Regions from separate parts of the Mus musculus genome. Here all the other regions are linked to region 2. Evidence: chromatin contacts called from public HiChIP or PLAC-seq data. All regions are on one chromosome and are shown on one strand. The core of a region is the stretch at or near the end of the contact, and the rest is flanking DNA. Distances in the headings are between cores, read along the strand shown. Region 1 has its middle 28 kb from the start of Gm27162. Region 2 overlaps Ets1 (E26 avian leukemia oncogene 1, 5' domain). Region 3 overlaps Fli1 (Friend leukemia integration 1).

Region 1 (3,666 bases), core at 426-2,925, 200 kb before region 2:
AACTGTACCCCATATCTTCCTCTCTGAGTTATTTGAAGACTCTTACATCTTCATTCTGTCTGAGGGGATAATGGAGGGATCTAAATTTGAAATTTCAACTTCATACTTACCAATGATTTTAATGATTAAATTGGTTATTAAATACAGATTCTTTTAAAATTCTAGAAAAAGAAAAAAGTTTTCTCCTATTAGGATTTTAAGAATTCTATCAAGAAAAACTATCTTTGCCGAATGAGTGAAAAATTCTAGTCTTTTACATTGTTTTTAATCTTTTAAATTTACATGTATATTTACAGTTGAGAAGATATTCTATATCCAATTTTATGTTTCAAATTTTCCATATTTTCAAATAGTCACTGATCAAAATGATACTATATATATGTGTGTGTGTGTGTATATATATACATGTGTGTGTGTGTGTGTGTGTGTGTGTGTGTGTGTGTGTATAATTTGTAATGAAATACTTTAAAACAATATGTGGTATATGGTACATGTAACATCCTATTGATAGTACACAATATGTATTCACATATAGCCTATGCCTTTGTGATTACAGTGGTGGTGTATGCCTGTAATCCCAGCACTTGGGAGGCAGAGGCAAGTGGATTTCTGAGTTCGAAGCCAGCCTTGTCTACAGAGTGAGTTCCAGAACAGCCAGGGCTATACATAGAAACCCTGTCTCGAAAAACCAAAAATAAATAAATAAATAAGTAAATAAATAAATAAATAAATATCTGGAAGGATTAAACATAGTATTTGATTTCAGTACAATCACATATGCTCCAGGGACAAATGTAACATATGCTTGCTTCTTTAACACAGCTAGCATGTCAAGATAAAATATGAATATCTAATATTCCACAGACATGGGCTGCCTGGGCAACGATGGAAAGGAAGAAGGGTCTTATGTGGAATCTCATTGTTCCTAGAAGCTTAGCATTCCATAGGTATCCGAGTACTGAGTGGAAACTGAGCCTAAAAGATTGAGGTAGTCAATTCATAGGAAGAATAGCACAGGCCACTAAGTAAATACTGTAGGTTCTTTAGAAAACTTTACAAGTATCCACTTGCTCACCTGCTTAACCAACATGGAATTTCATTCTGGAGAAGCAGCCAAGCATCCCACCTTGATTTGTTGCCTCTTCTGTACTCTGAGTCTCAGCTTACTTACAACAGTACATTTATGACTTAATAAAGTAGCTCCCTGTTCATCTACATCCATTCACTAGAGAGATCCAGAGAGATGACACCAAAGCTGAGCACCGGACCCTTAGCCTGATTCCTGCAGATCCTCCGTCTTGCTTTCATTGGGGTTCCAAGGTAAACACAGACAAAGAATATGGTCCAATAGCCCATTGCCCCATGGCACAGAATAGCACCCTCTGAACACTGGACTAGCTTCCGGTAAGTCAGTAACAGAGAGACCTTTGACACGTAGAAGCTAGGGAGAGGTTCTTGAAGGAACAATGGCCCATACAGTAAACTATTTACACATCCCACTGCCTTCTGTTGTGGCTACTGAGTCACCTGGCAACTTGTATTGTTTTATTTGCAACCCCCAGACCTCCTTCAGCAAACCCCACAACTCCTTGCTCAGCTCTTGTCACTGATAGAATCATCCAGGTCCTCTCTGCCCCCCACGCCCACTGCCTGCCTTCATCATTTCCCCTATTGTTTGCCGGGCTGGCCCTGACCTCTGTATTTATAAAGGCCACTTCCTGCTGCATCATTGTGTGCTCTGTAGCTGTCAGCTCCCCACATTTCCTGACAATGGGGTGTAGGGGGGGTTAACAACTCCAATCCAGCTCCCGACTTCCTCCATGTCCTGTTTACGGCACTCTGCAAGCATCTCTCCAGCCCCTCCTCAAGCTGAATCCATCAGCTCTGATTTACTCCAGCAAGTGCTTCAGTGAGAGCCAGCATGGCCTAGTCTGAAGGTTTGTCTACATTCAAACATCCCCGAGAACAAAGGGCTTCCATGTGATCAGCAGCAAAGGATGCATGAGAGCCTGGATTGACTGTGGATTCTACGTTAAAGGCAAAGGTACTGGCTTTGAGAGTCAGACGGCATCCTTTCCTTGGTTCTCATTATGTAGAAAACTTGATAATTGCAATTTCCACCTCAACCCCTAGATTTCCAGAGTTTAGTAGCTGGAGGTGTGTAATGCGAGAACAACCATAAATAAGATAAAAGCCTACCCTAATGGGCAAATATCTAGGAAGGCAAACATAGCCTTCACAGAAGCATAGCATTTGTGTCTACTAAGATGTCTTTCCTTTCCATCTCTGACTTTGCTCTCCATAAAAGATCACCTTCTGTAGGAGCACATTACCTCAGATCTCACACATTGGTGAATGGAGAGAAGAGTAGCTTTGTGCATCTGCCTCCGTCATCTCTCACTACTTTCAAACTTAACTTCACAAACACCCCTTGCACATCCACCCCCGAGATGATAAAGTGATGGAGGAATTTGCTTACAGTGTGATTCTGCTGCGGAGCCCTGTTTCTGACAGTGCTGGAGTTTTTAGGCTTATCATTTCTTACTCCTTCAGTTACCAAGGTTTTGTATTCTCTCAGTCAGTACATTAATTTGTTTTATTTCCTCATCTACTTTCACTCATCATTCATTTTCCTAGGAACATGCTGGAATACAACTATCAAAAGCATATACCCAATTTGGAAAGAAGGGTGTATCGTTAAGTCCTCAAGACTCACATCTGGTATGGAATCTTTCAAGGTTCCTGTCTACCTGGATATGGTCCCTGTGAAGTCAGGTTCTAGCCCAGGGGCACTGTCTGTGGGGCACAGTTATCTCACTACAGAACTCTGTCTGCTCTGCATTGTTTATTATTGCAGCCAGTGCTCTGTTCTGAATGAAGAACAAAAGCAAAAGACAGAAGCTGCTAGAGTCACCAGCACATCAGTCAACACTGCCCTCATGCCTTAATTTTGCTTTGGCAAACCCATACTTTTCCCCAGCATCTGGATATCAATGGCCAGGCACCTCATTTTTTAAGAGCACCTGGCCCCTCTCTCTGACTCTGTCCTTGGACTCAAAGGCTTAGTACACTATGTGTTTGGCCTGAGTTGCGTGTTCCTCCCAGTGTCATAGTCTCCACCCTTGCCCTCTCACCCAGCAAGCGTCCTGTTTCATTCTGCTGCTTCTCCAGACTGTAGAGTTCCCAGCAGATGATGGGCCAGACTCGGGACCAGTGACAGGGTGAGTAATGCACAGGGCAGCCAGTAGGTCAAAGGGCAGTGTTCCTAGGATTGCATCTCTTTAGATGAGGAGGCCCAGTAACTGTGATCACCCTGTGGAATTAGTAATCAGAGCTGATGGGCAAGATAAAGCACATTAGCAAAACGTGCCCTCTTTGATTTTATGCAGGGGCAAAAGCTTGCCCAGGGGACCTAAATTCTCTATCTTTAGACTGCCCCTGCTAAACAATCAACCTTATCAGCACCGAAGTCATCGTATAACTCTAGAAGGTACCTAAGGGGGACCAAAGAAAGCTTTCCTTTTATGAATGAGGAAACAGACTGACACATATTCCATTATCTACCACCAGGACTGGCACGTAAATGCCTTTGCATTGTAATGCTAATAGAAATATAATTGAAATAATGAAAAATCTCGGAGAGTGTGTGCTAAGAAGTGAGCAGAT
Region 2 (3,489 bases), core at 757-3,256:
GATACTGATCCTGGTTTGAAGAGGAGAGTCACCTTCTGGATGCATTAAGATTTACTTTATATGTGTTCTAAAATTTTCCTGACAAGAATTGAGTGCCCAGACTAGAAAGTGCCAAACTTAAAGCTCTTCTTTCTGTTTTTGCTATAAGCTGTTGTACCACCACCTCCTTCCCATCCTTACCCCCCACCCCCACCCCCGCCCCACGTAGTCCTCCAGGGAACACCATGTTATTGGGCAGCTACTTAGGATTGATATGCATTTGCAAGAAAATAGTAGCAAGCCCAAGGGAATACTTCTCAGGTCAACAGTTAGTTTGTCATTTAGCTTGCTTCCAGCAAGATCAAAACAAGGAGAGGAGGCAAGGGTACTGACATGTCTTAAGAAGAATAATTAGAGATCTGGTCCAATCTAACTAGTTTCTGAGTGAACACACACACACACACACACACACACACACACACACACACACACACCTATACCTGGTGCCACAGCTTAAATGGTACTTCTGTTTTGAATAGGAAGAATACACCATTCATCTAAGATGTCATTAATTCTGGTATGCCTCTCGGGCACAGTTCTTTTATATAACACGTACTATGACATTCAAATTTTTCTACTCTGTTTTGTTGTGTTTAGAAGCAACCTCCAGCTGTCTGACTTTCCCTTTGTTCATAAAAATCCACCTCACTCTACACACACGGAGGCACAGAAGGCCCAAGCAAAGCACATTTCAGTTTAATACAGGAAAACAGGGCTGGGGGATTCTTTTCAAATCTCTTAGGAATAAAAATACAAAAGAAAACCAAGAAAACAAAAACAAAAAAACAACAAAACAACAAAACTCAACCTTCTTAAGGTCCAAAGTCAACCTCTCTCCAAAGAAAAGTGCACATTAGTTTGTCCAGTGCCCTACAGAGCAAGCCACTTTCCTGTCTGCTCCTGGTATTTTGGGTATCTCTGCCACTTTCCTAGATGTGACATCAAGGGTCTGGGCACCCTGTTCCCAGATCTCTAGTTAGCACCCATGTAGACTCACTGAAGATGTAGAGGAAGGGTACTTGCAGCAACAAAAAAGGGGCGACTGCCTTGCTGACATTTCTGTCTCATGTTAGTGGTTATTATGACTATTGTGGAGGCACTCACCACACAAGAGAAATATATAAGCTGGGTGGCTAAATGGAGCCATCAGGACATCTGACAAAGTCCAGCTGTGGTTTTACCATATGGTGCATGTGGCACTGAGAGAACAACTTGGCATCCCTTCTGTATACTCTCCTTTTTCACAAAATATCGGCAACTCATAGGGATTACTGGGGTCTCTGCTGGGTAAAGGCGTGTGTCAAACTGTAACACATTACCAAATTACAAGGCAGTACTTAGGCAGACTGCTAAACATGCACAGCAGATCTCAGTGTCCCCTCCGAATTCAACATCTAAGTATTTCAAAAACCGTGTTGATATCATCCATGTGATTTTTAGAACTGGCTACTGCTGGGTTTGAATGTGTGCTTAGGACCTTTGTGATAAGGTTTTAACATCTCACTTTCTTATCTATGAAACGGGAATAAACGTTTCACTACTACAGAGTAGGATAAGACAATCAGGGTCTTTGCCGCATACCTAGTATTCAAAACCTAATATACAAATATATGTATGTATATATGTACACACACACACACACACACACACACACACACATGGAGGGGGGGAACACCACAACAGCACCAAAAAAATAAAGATGGGTAGGAGTTAGATCTGCCCTCTGATAAGAACTCAATGGCAGTCTTCCTGGTTTTCCTTCCAAATCAACAAGCTGTACCTAGGCCCTTGTTTCCCAAAGAAGGGGTAACTGTCACAGATCTTTCTCAAAATGTAGAAATAACATCAATAAAATGAGATCACAGATAACAAACATGCGTAGGCGACGCCACAGCCAGCCACAAAGGGAGCCTTTGAGAAGCGAGAGGGTCGCTGTTGACACACCAGCACACAGTTAGAGCTTCCTGGATGACTGGGAAGTCAAAGCAGGTGGCATCTTGCCTGCCCCCAACTCCACCAGGCAGGCCATGCCCATGGAGGGGTCAGCCGGTTGCTGCCCAGGAAGCACCTGTGAACAGTCCCACAGGCAGGCATGGGCCCTTCCCTCTGTGCAAACAGGCAGTGAGGACCTTGTCTCACCAGGCTTGTCAGGAAAAGGTGCTGAGATGCCTCACAGCGGAGTACATTCCAGCTGCAGGAGGGGACTGTTTCTCAACAGAACAGAGCAACAAGAAGGGGCAGCTTCCATGAAATAAGTCATTACTCAGACCGCATGGGCAGCTGTGAGGATACAGCTGGGTTCGTTGCTCTGCCTACCAGACTCCTAACCTACATTATGTCTTCCTCCAATTCAGACCCCTCCCTGGAACTGCCTTTAGCTGGCCCTGTGGCCAATGATTATGCAGAAAAGGAAGCTGTTGTACTGGAAGACATGACTCCTGGCCCAGCACTACCTGAAATGACATATTCAGAAATGATCCCAGACAAGTTGAAACCAGGCATTAACTGGGAAGCCTGTTACATGTGATCGTTGGGATAGCTTTGCACAATTCCTAATATCTTCTTGTACAAGCTGCCCTTTACAGAGGTACCCAAAAACTCCCCAGTGACTGAGTCAAAGTAGTGACCTGTCTACCTCATCAATAGCAGTCTATGTTGTTTACCAGCCTTTACTGTTGCCCAAAGTCACAAGCCATCAGTGTTAAGAGAAACCTTAGCTTTTCTAAGTGACTTACTTGGCCAATTAAGAAAGTGAGATTCAAAGCCCGGCGTGGTGGTGCACGCCTTTAATCCCAGCACTTGGGAGGCAGAGGCAGGCAGATTTCTGAGTTCGAGGCCAGCCTGATCTACAGAGTGAGTTCCAGGACAGCCAGGGCTACAGAGAGAAACCCTGTCTCAAAAAACCGAAAAGAAAGTGAGATTCAGAATAAATGAAATTATTTTTTCCCAGAGTCATACAAGCAGGTACACTGATATGGCTAGAATCCTCCTGACAGGAGCTCACTCATGCTCTCTCTCTCTCTCTCTCTCTCTCTCTCTCTCTCTCTCTCTCTCTCTCTCTCTCTCCCTCCCTGTGTGTGTCTGTCTGTCTCTGTCTACCTCTCTCTGTGTGTCTGTTTGTCTATCTATGTGAGTGTCTGTGTTTGTGTGTGTGTGTCTGCCCCCTCTGAAGTTGAACTTACAAAGTAAACTTTATATTTCATAAATAATACTTAATTTTACTCTGATGATAGGTCCCTCTAGTCAGTCCTGATTATTCTCCACTGAATTCTACACATGAGTAGTATCTGGATGGTGTAAGACAACTTACACAAAATATAAGGAATTTATCTAAAGGTTAGATAAAAATACCAAGAAAAATAAGAATCAGTATAATTATAAACAGAAGTTTATAATTAAGTTTATCACACTATAAGTATAATTTAAATTCAGACTTATCATATATTTTTA
Region 3 (3,533 bases), core at 506-3,005, 220 kb after region 2:
CCCTTGGTATCAGTTGCTATGAGCAAGGGGATTTGCTTCATGGGGCTGGCTCTCCCTTCTTCTTTGGAAGTGGTTCTCAACTTCCTAATACTGTGTGACCCTTTAATACAGTGCCTCATGTTGTGGTAACATTCAACTATAAGATTATTCACTTGCTACCCCAAGACTGTAATTTTTCGACTGTTATAAATTGTAATGTAAATATCTGATATGCAACCACTGTGGGGGTCGTGACCCACAAGTTGAGAATTACTGTTCTAGGTGGTTCCACCAGGGTTAGTGAAGGGGTGGAAGCAGAGGGCCCCCTTGTGTGCTTGTTTCCTTCAGGGCTTCTGGTGAGTCTGAGAAGTCTGGTTGCCGTGGTAACTGTCACAGGAGAAAATTGTGGGTTCAGGTTGTAGTTTCTAAGAAAAAGACCTCCAGTGATTGTTTGACAAGAGTGCTCAGTGGCAAAAAAAAAAAAAAAGAGTGCTCAGTGGCTTTGCATTAGAAATAGCCAACGGATGTGGCTTGTTTTAAAAGAGGACCAGGCTGGGATGGAGAGCAAAGGTCAAAGCTTCTCCAAAAATGCTGCAGTGCGGAAAGAAGATGTCAGTTAGTGGTAGAGGTGTTGGTGAAGAGGAGGGAAAGAGGGAGAAGGAGAGGGAGGCAAGGATTTCTGCCTTTCCCATCATGCTCTGGGGTTTTTATTCCTCAGAATAACAGATTGTATACCTACTAGATCCTGAGAAGTGTTCAAGCAAAGGAAGGAGGAAAGGATCTGGAAGGCTGACATTGCTTTTCTCTTGATTAGATCAGAATCAGTATATGAGGAAATAAAAAGAAAGTTTTTGTGGCCCTAGGAGTCAAAGCAATACCCCAGAGTTCCAGCCACCTATCCTATCTCCTCTCCTCAATGTTTAAGCAAACTGGCAGCAAGCATGTTATCCCCTGATGAACAAGCCTCTGCCCCTGAGGAGAGAGCAGGCTGGCAGGTCTACACTGCCTCCTTCTCTCCTCCCATCTTCAGAGTCTTCTGTTATCTCTTCAGGTCTTGATTGGGCTTTGGGGGAGACAAACAACCAGTTCTCTGGTATTTCATATGACTGCTACTGCCATCTGGAGAAAACAGGCAGGACAAAGCCCAACAGCAAGACAGAAATCACATCTTCTACTGTGTGTCAGCAACCTCCCAAGTACAACTCACCTGAGCCAAACTTGCCTGTGGGACCCAATTCTGCCCTCTTAACTGAGAATTCTCTTTTATTATTTCCTCCTGTAGCACTCAGGCTTTTAATCCTGCCCGGTATCAGGCCTGGCAGAACAGGGAAGAACAGTTCAAAGTTCCTAACCCCAGTCAGTCAACAGCCTGCCTTCATCCTGCCCAGTCCCACGGCACCATGGAGGTCCACCTTAGATCACCTCCAGTTTTGTTATCTGGAGAGATTGTCGCCTGGTGGTCAGATGGGAGGACATAGCCAGTGGATCTCAACCTATGAGTTCATGACTCCTTTTGAGGTTGTCTAAGATCATTGGGAAATTCAGATATTTACATTATAACTCAGAAGAGTAGTAAAATTACAGTAATGAAGTAGCAACAAAAGTCATTTTATGGTTGGGGGGTCTCCACAAAATGAGGGATTATATTAAAGGGTTGCAGCATTGGGAAGGCTGAAGACCACTGATTTAAGTGCAACAGAGCTCTATCAACCCCAGTGTCTCCACTGCCTTCTTAAAAAGGCAGACTTCTGCGAGGTCAGATTCATCGAGGTGAAACAGAAAGCAGGGACTAAGGAGATTGCTTAGTCAATACCTGAATTACTGTGCAGGCATGAGGACCCGAGTTCAGGTCCGCAACGCCCACATAAAAACCAGATGAGGAGGCCTTTGTCTATAGCCCTAACTCTAGAAACACAGAGACAGGAGGATTCCTGGAACTCACCAGCCAACCAGTCTTGCCAAAGTGATGAGTGCCAGATCAAAAAGAGAGGGAAGGGCAAGTAATATGATCAAAACATACTTCATGAAAAAATTTCAATAAAAAAATGAGAGTGATCAAGAAGGATATCTAGCATCAACCTCCGTGTGTGTGTGTGTGTGTGTGTGTGTGTGTGTGAGAGAGAGAGAGAGAGAGAGAGAGAGAGAGAGAGAGAGAGAGAGAGAGAGAGAGAGAGAAACAGAAAGTAAAACCGTAGCGCAAAACATTCTCTTCTTGGGACACAGACAGGTCTAGAATCCCCCATCCTGTGAGTTTCCACATTCAGCAGTATGATCATGCTCTGTGGGAGGAGAGTTTAACTTTGATCTTTAGCAATGCCCTTTAAATGTGGTTGCAGTCAAAAAGTAATGGCGAGGACTCAAAGTCAACAGGCAAAGACACACACAAGCCCAGAGAGAGATGGAGAAGCAGCTGACTGGAGGCACAGTTAGAAGAGGCCTGGGCTCTGGATCCTGGTGTGTAGCATCCCCTGAGAGGTCACAGAGATCCTGTCCTTTGAACCCACTTAGGCCCATCATCCTAATTTGTTAATCCCAATGAAATCCTTTCATATGCAAGGAATCCCACTGTCACTGCAATCAGGGGAGCACCCCTCTCTGGACCATCCACTGCAGAAGCTGCCTCCCCAGCAAGTGGCAATTTGAGACAGGGATGGTGTCTTTGGATGTTTTGTGCTGCTCTAGCACAATGCCACAGGCTGGCTGTGCTAAAAAAAAAAAAAAAGTTGGCCTTATGGGTTCTGCAGACTGGAAGATGCCAAAGGGCATGAACTGGAGAGGGGGCCTTGTGCTGATATTATGTCCTAAGTGGCAGAAGAGAGAAACAGAAGAAAGAAGGAGAGTAGAGAAGAAAAGAGAGGGTGAGCCAGAGAGATAAGTACTTGGGAGGAAGAGGGCCTGAACTGGGTGCCCCTGTGACTAATCCACTTCTACAAGAGTGACTGTGAACCATTCCTACAGGCAGATCATCAGGGGACACATCCTCTTAGCAGAGAGAGCAGTCTCAAAAGGGAGTTTGGTGACCAAGGAAATGACTAGGGCAAGCCAGGCTTCCCAGGGCTCTGAGAAGGGTCTGCCTGTGTGTGTGCAGCCTGAGATTAGAGGGGACAAACTGAAAATGGCTGCAGAGCGTATGATCCCTGCAGTCAGTCAACTGGAGTTGTCATTCTGGAGCTGAGGAACCCCAGGCAAGTCCTGGGTCTCTTTAAGGTTTGGTTTCCGTCTTGGTAGCATGAGGACCCAACTTACATTTTAAAGGGTTATGGTTACAAAATTGTCTTGGGAACATCAAACAATAGTTATTCTAGCTTTACTTTTTGACACAGATCTTGCTAAGTAACCTAGACTGGGTCCTCAAACTCTGGATCTGTCTAGCCTTAAGCATCCCCAAGCGTTAGGCTACAGGTGTGAGCCACCAGGCCTGGCTATTTAACCTGTCTAGTTTAAAAGTGTGAGTTGGGGGAGTCGGGGGTGGGGGAGTACACACCTTTAATCCCAACACTTGGGAATCAGAAGTCGAAGGATCTCTGTGAGTTTAAGGCCAGACTGCTCTACAA

What was found. HiChIP or PLAC-seq counts read pairs in DNA pulled down with a chosen protein or histone mark.
Region 1: a contact with region 2 is called in a FOXA1 HiChIP or PLAC-seq map of pancreatic cancer cells. The contact joins two enhancer-like sites. A contact is called at or near these places in 10 of 484 Hi-C or Micro-C datasets (CD8 T cells, Th1 cells, effector CD8 T cells and 4 more) and 7 of 115 datasets of contacts at active chromatin or transcription factors (CD8 T cells, bone marrow-derived macrophages, extraembryonic endoderm stem cells and 4 more).
Region 3: a BATF HiChIP or PLAC-seq map of CD8 T cells shows a contact between it and region 2, with 10 read pairs. The contact joins two enhancer-like sites. A contact is called at or near these places in 1 of 39 promoter capture datasets (macrophages), 5 of 484 Hi-C or Micro-C datasets (CD8 T cells, Th1 cells, large pre-B cells and 1 more), 4 of 115 datasets of contacts at active chromatin or transcription factors (the 230-238 cell line, CD8 T cells, double positive thymocytes and 1 more) and 1 of 9 other capture datasets (adipose tissue).

What each region holds. Positions count from the first base shown.
Region 1 is chr9:32,899,515-32,903,180 of GRCm38.p6, reverse strand. No RefSeq gene overlaps it. Among named protein-coding and RNA genes, the nearest start is that of Gm27162, 28 kb to the left of the region's middle. Within about 2 kb of position 1,675, at least 53 of the 459 cell types and tissues checked have an H3K27ac peak or open chromatin away from gene starts, as enhancers often do. A contact at or near this core is called in CD8 T cells, Th1 cells, effector CD8 T cells and 4 more, where this site is marked.
Region 2 is chr9:32,704,843-32,708,331 of GRCm38.p6, reverse strand. All of the region lies in intron 3 of Ets1 (E26 avian leukemia oncogene 1, 5' domain), which reads right to left. Among named protein-coding and RNA genes, the nearest start is that of Ets1, 70 kb to the right of the region's middle. Within about 2 kb of position 2,006, at least 93 of the 459 cell types and tissues checked have an H3K27ac peak or open chromatin away from gene starts, as enhancers often do. A contact at or near this core is called in CD8 T cells, Th1 cells, effector CD8 T cells and 4 more, where this site is marked.
Region 3 is chr9:32,486,318-32,489,850 of GRCm38.p6, reverse strand. The region is part of intron 1 of Fli1 (Friend leukemia integration 1); the gene reads left to right. Among named protein-coding and RNA genes, the nearest start is that of Gm22060, 41 kb to the right of the region's middle. Within about 2 kb of position 1,755, at least 19 of the 459 cell types and tissues checked have an H3K27ac peak or open chromatin away from gene starts, as enhancers often do. A contact at or near this core is called in CD8 T cells and Th1 cells, where this site is marked.